Regions from separate parts of the Sus scrofa genome. Here region 1 is linked to region 2. A link is a contact called in public Hi-C data. All regions are on one chromosome and are shown on one strand. Each heading gives the region's core, a stretch centred on a gene start, on an enhancer-like site or on the middle of the called end of the contact. The rest is flanking DNA. Distances are from core to core; before and after follow the strand shown.

The links. Hi-C and Micro-C count contacts between places; a contact is called where the count stands out from the background.
Region 1: a contact with region 2 is called in a Hi-C map of heart right ventricle, with 2.3 times the contacts expected there. The contact joins two enhancer-like sites. A contact is called at or near these places in 2 of 47 Hi-C or Micro-C datasets (embryonic fibroblasts and heart right ventricle).

The regions. Positions count from the first base shown.
Region 1 is chr10:18,778,199-18,780,898 of Sscrofa11.1, forward strand. The region is part of intron 5 of SMYD3 (SET and MYND domain containing 3); the gene reads right to left. Among named protein-coding and RNA genes, the nearest start is that of SMYD3, 240 kb to the right of the region's middle. Within about 2 kb of position 1,338, at least 1 of the 83 cell types and tissues checked has an H3K27ac peak or open chromatin away from gene starts, as enhancers often do.
Region 2 is chr10:18,515,968-18,518,698 of Sscrofa11.1, forward strand. The region is part of intron 5 of SMYD3 (SET and MYND domain containing 3); the gene reads right to left. Among named protein-coding and RNA genes, the nearest start is that of SMYD3, 500 kb to the right of the region's middle. Within about 2 kb of position 1,469, at least 6 of the 83 cell types and tissues checked have an H3K27ac peak or open chromatin away from gene starts, as enhancers often do.

The DNA.
Region 1 (2,700 bases), core at 88-2,587, 260 kb after region 2:
TGAATGTCCATATGCTCACATCAGTGTTTCATGTTATACAACTGTGTTCTTTCTAGAAAAGTCAGGAATTGTTACACGCCCAGATGCGAAACTGAAAACAGCTATTGGACTCAGAGAACTGTAAAATAAGTACGTATTGTTTTAAGCCACTAAGTTGGTGGCAATCTATCACACAACAGAAAACCCATATAGACAGAAAAGGAAATACTTCAATGCTTAAAAAGAAAAAACTTAATGCAGCCAAGAAAATAGCCTGTTTGAGACACAAGTGTGAGGCAGAGCCACCTGCCTGCTGTCCAAACCACAGAGCCCCTTGGTAATTCAATGAGTACTGCTGCCCTGGGTTCCCTTGCTCACACCGCACCAGCCCTTCATCTCCAAGCCCTAAAGTGTAACCACAGATGCATCACAGACCTCACAACCGTCCCTATGAGCACCGCAGGCAGCGTGTTACCTACTGGACTTTCAGGTGGTGCCCTGGTCCCTTCTGGGGAGAACTATACTCTTGTGGCTCTAAGTGGCCCTAGTGGACATGGCTCAAGACAATCCTATGGGAGCCATGAAAGCCAGGATGGGAGATTGCTGTGACCTGCCTGCTGTCTAGACCACTGTGACCAGTCCTTATGAACAGGAGGTTCTTTTTTTTCTTTTGTTTCTTTCTTTCTTTCTTTCTTTTTTTGCTTTTTAGGGCCACACTTGCAGCATATGGAAGTTCCCAGGTTAGGGCTGAATCGGAGCTATGACTGCCACCACAGCCACAGCCACAGCAACACCAGGTCCAGGCCGCATGTGTGACCTACACCACACCACACGGTAACACCAGATCCTTAACCCACTGAGCAAGGCCAGAGATCGAACCTACATCCTCATGGATCCTAATCAGGTTTGTTACCACTGGGCCACAATGGAAACTCGGGCATGGGATTCTAGTCCACGACCGAAGAAAGAGAGTACAAGAAAAGGCAGGCTCTCTAATTTTGATAATATATTTAGCATTAAACCCAAATATGCAGAATAGTGAACAAGCAAACCCACAGTATGGAGAGAAACAAGATGGTGTGGTATCATGGAAAAAGAACAATATAAAAAGTCTGAACTGCTCTGCCGGCAACAGTCCTGCCCATGATGCATCTTATAGCCTTGTATAAAACAGAGGCTACTGGAGTTTCCTCGTGGCGCAGAGGAAATGAATCTGACTAGTGTCCACAAGAATGCAGGTTCCATCCCTGGCCTCGCTCAGTGGGTTAAGGATCCGGGGTTGCTGTGAGCTGTGGTGTAGGCTGGTGGCTATCACTCCTATCTGACCCTTAGCCTGGGAGCTCCCATATGCTGTGAGCTACGACTGCCACCACAGCCACAGCCACAGCAACACCAGGTCCAGGCCACATGTGTGACCTACACCACAGCACACGGTAACACCAGATTAAATAGATACATAAATAAACCACATTAAATGAAGGCTATGACCCTTCAGGTGTTTTCCAGGTCTAACAGTCTACCATTCTTCAGTCTTAACACAAAAATACTTGGTTCAACAACTATAGTAACAAAGAGCTACCCCCTTACGAAAAAGTGGACTAAGACACCAAGAAAACAACTATTCTGTCTGATAAGAGTACTTATTCTCAGTAACTAAGAATAGCAGGCAGGGCTGAGTTTTAGCACATACTGTATTCCCAGCATTTGAGAGCCTAGTCTTATAAATGTCAACCTCATGTATCTAGGTGGCAAAGATAAGGCCATTCAAATCCTTCAGCTAATATGTATGTATATTAATTAATATATACTCATATAATTAACATTAATAATTTATAATATTTCTATATTATACCACTGAAATTATATAATTATATAAAATATATTTGACAAATATATAAATATATTAAGTATATTTATATGTATATATAATATAGTATATATACTAAAATATATAATTGAATTATTACTAAAATATAAAACATATAATTACTTTATGTTGTATACTAAAATATATAATTATAATTGTTATAACATAATTATAACATAATATAAATAATTATAATTATAATGATTACTAAAATATAAAAATATTTAATTATTTTACTATATTTTATATACTAAAATATCTAATTATAATTATGTTATAACATAATTATATATATAAAATGATATTAATTATATATTCCTTTGTTATTTGACTTGAAGTTTAGTGTCCAAAAGTAATCATTTCATGTAAAATTTCTTATTATAAATTTAACTCCACGAAATACTGACATTTCAAATACAAGTTATGACTAGGGCTGGTTTATCTTTATAGCCAGCCAGCCAAACAATAGGCATAAATTATGCCTATATTATGTAAGAAAGCCTACCAAGGAGCTAAGACCAAAGGAATGCACATGGTATCTCCAAGCTTCTTCTAGCGCATGTCAACACCAAACAGCCAGTGAGGAAAAATAACTTTGGCTGAAAAGTCCTATTCTGCATATGAGAAAAAAGAGAGCTAAGCCACCTACTGTCCATAGCTTATCTTCTATCACTAGAAGTCTTTATCGTTCATTAAAAATAGTTACATAGTTCTACCTAAATTTTTGGAAATTCTCTGCGATAGCTTGAAATTGAAAATCTTATATCTGGACTGTACATTTCAGTTTCCATTCTCAGTCCAGTTTACAGAGAGGTGAGAAGTACTGTGCTCGCAACTTACACTGGTATTAAACT
Region 2 (2,731 bases), core at 219-2,718:
CACATCGTAGGAATTCAATAAATACCTGGTATGTTTTGATTGACTGTCAAAAGACACAAGATTTCTTTTATATATATATATATATATATATATATACATATATATTTGTAAAATATAAATAAAGTAGGGGTAGCCTCAACAAATACAGCCAAATCCAGGATTCAAGAACCCAACAAGACAAAATCAAGAAGGGCATGTGGGGAGTTCCCGCTGTGGCTCAGGGGTAATGAACCTGACTAGTATCCATGAGGATGTGGGTTCAATCCCTGGCCTCACTCCGTGGGTTAAGGATCCAGTGTTGCCCTGAGTTGCAGTGCAGGTCACAGATGTGGTTTGGATCTGGCATGCTGTGGCTGTGGTGTAGGCCGGCAGCTGCACTTCTGATTCGACCCCTAGTCTGGGAACTTCCATATGCAGCAGGTGCGGCCCTAAGGAGCCAAAAAGAAAAAGCATGTGGAACAAGGGCTGACTGGCTTTCCAGTGCCGCCAACCAAACTGTGGACACCTCCTGAGACACAAAAAGCTCAAAGCCTGTGGATGTTGGGGCAGAGTGAAGAGGAAGCAGCTATTCATCAGTGCCAGGCTTAAACTTCCTCCAGCTCCTTCCTACTGTTTATTTAACAAGATGCCTCTGTGCTCTGGACGAAGGAGTCTGCCCCAGATCCTGAAGTCCTAACATGACCTACACTGCACAGAAGTTCTGACTGGTTCCAGGACCACACCGGCTGGTGCAGATCCCATGGTGTCTGTTTCCAGGAGAGGCACACATAGAGTGTTTTTCCACGGTTGAGGTCAGCTCCGGCTTTCTTAGGGCTTCTGAGCCCAGTTCAGGGCATGAACTTTAATCAAAGAAATGACACACTGGGAGTTTCCATCATGGCTCAGTGGTTAACGAATCCGATTAACCATGAGGTTGCGGGTTCGATCCCTGGCCTTGCTCAGTGGGTTAAGGATCTGGCATTGCCGTGAGCTGTGGTGTATGTAGGTCGCAGACACAGCTTGGATCCCACGTTGCTGTGGCTCTGGCGTAGGCTGGCAGCTACAGCTCCGATTAGACCCCTAGCCTGGGAATCTCCATATCCTGCGAGAGCAGCCCTAGAAAAGGCAAAAAGACAAAAATAAAAAAAATTTAAAAAATAAAAAGAAATGACACGCTGGCCCTGCACAATGGGACACTGAATGACTATATTTCATGGTGGCAAATACGGGAGCCCCTTTTCAATGAAACAGCACAAGGAGCAGGAAAAGAAAGAAGGACCGATTTGTTAGAAGCCACCTCCAAGCGGCTGAGTCACCTGAAAGTTAATCGAAGACAACTGGGAATGTCATGGGGCTGGGGGGGGGGAAATAGATCCCTGGAGAACTGACTTGGTTGTGAAATCGGAAGTGTGAGCCTCTTGCTTTGGGCTGGAATGTACTGAGCTTGTGCTTTGTGCTCCAAGACACAGAAGACTCCCTCTCTCCCCAAGAGGCTTTGGACAGATACCAACAGCTACCATTTGGGATGAGCAATGCACTTTCATCTCACACAATCTCATTCCGTCTTAGCTGGGCATCAGCAGTGGCAGGGATTGTTCTCCCCGGGAAAAAAATGAGAGGTGGGCTGGGGCAGGCAGGGCTTGCAGTGCGGTAAGAGGCTCTCTCCAGGTCACTTAGCTATGCAAATGGTGCGCCCTGAGCAAGGGCTGCAGCCCACGCTCATGCTTCCCAGCCCTTCCCAGAACCTCAGAGCATCCGCAGCACCAGGAAAACTGGACCTGACCCAAGGCAGCTGGAAGTATGTGAGGACACAGGAGGAAGTACAAAGGTGAGTGGTGAGACAGAATGCAGGCCTTGCGGTCAGGGAGTGATGAGAGCTGCTGGGAGCAGGACCAGCCCCTATCAGGGGCATCTTCAAGCCCTCAGCTGCCCTGCAGAGATAAGAGCTTTCTCTGGCAGGTGCTCAGACAAGAGGTCATGCGTAGGTACGGCTCTGGCAACGCCCAGACAAACCAACCTCTCTCTGATCCCAGCCGAAAGGTTTGACAATAACACAGTCTGCAGACAAGGAAATCCAAAGAGTGGCGCTTCTCCAGTGAAAACGGTGTGCTGGACCTAAGCCAGGGCTGCCAACAACTGCGAGTGAGTGAATTCCCAAATGTACAGTCACAGGTTGGCTCCCAAGGCTCCGCTCACAGCATTTCTGCCAAACGGAGAAACGGAGACGAGCAGGTATCTCCCTGCTAAGAGCCCCAGTTGGCAGCATCCCACCCTCTCTTAAGTGCCTTTTGGGGAGGGCATGCAGAGAGAGAGCCCTGGATAAAAAGTACAATAAAACTTCCTCTTCTGAACTCTCAGGGTTTTGAAACCTGATAGATCTCATCAAGGCATGATTCTTCTTGAATAAAGAATTCGAAGTTAGCAACCTACCCAGAGATTCACATCTGAAACATAGTTTGGCGTCTTCGAGTTTTATTATGCACTAGCTTCAGTTTATTTAATAGCTATAATTCTTTTTTTTCTTTTTTTTTGTCTTTTTGTCTTTTTGTCTTTTTGCCATTTCTTGGGCCACTCCTGCGGCACATGGAGGTTCCCAGGCAAGGGGTCTAATCGGAGCTGTAGCTACCGGCCTATACCAGAGCCACAGCAACACGGGATCCGAGCCACGTCTGCAACCTACACCACAGCTCACGGCAACACCAGATCGTTAACCCACTGAGCAAGGCCAGGGATCGAACCCGCAACCTCATGG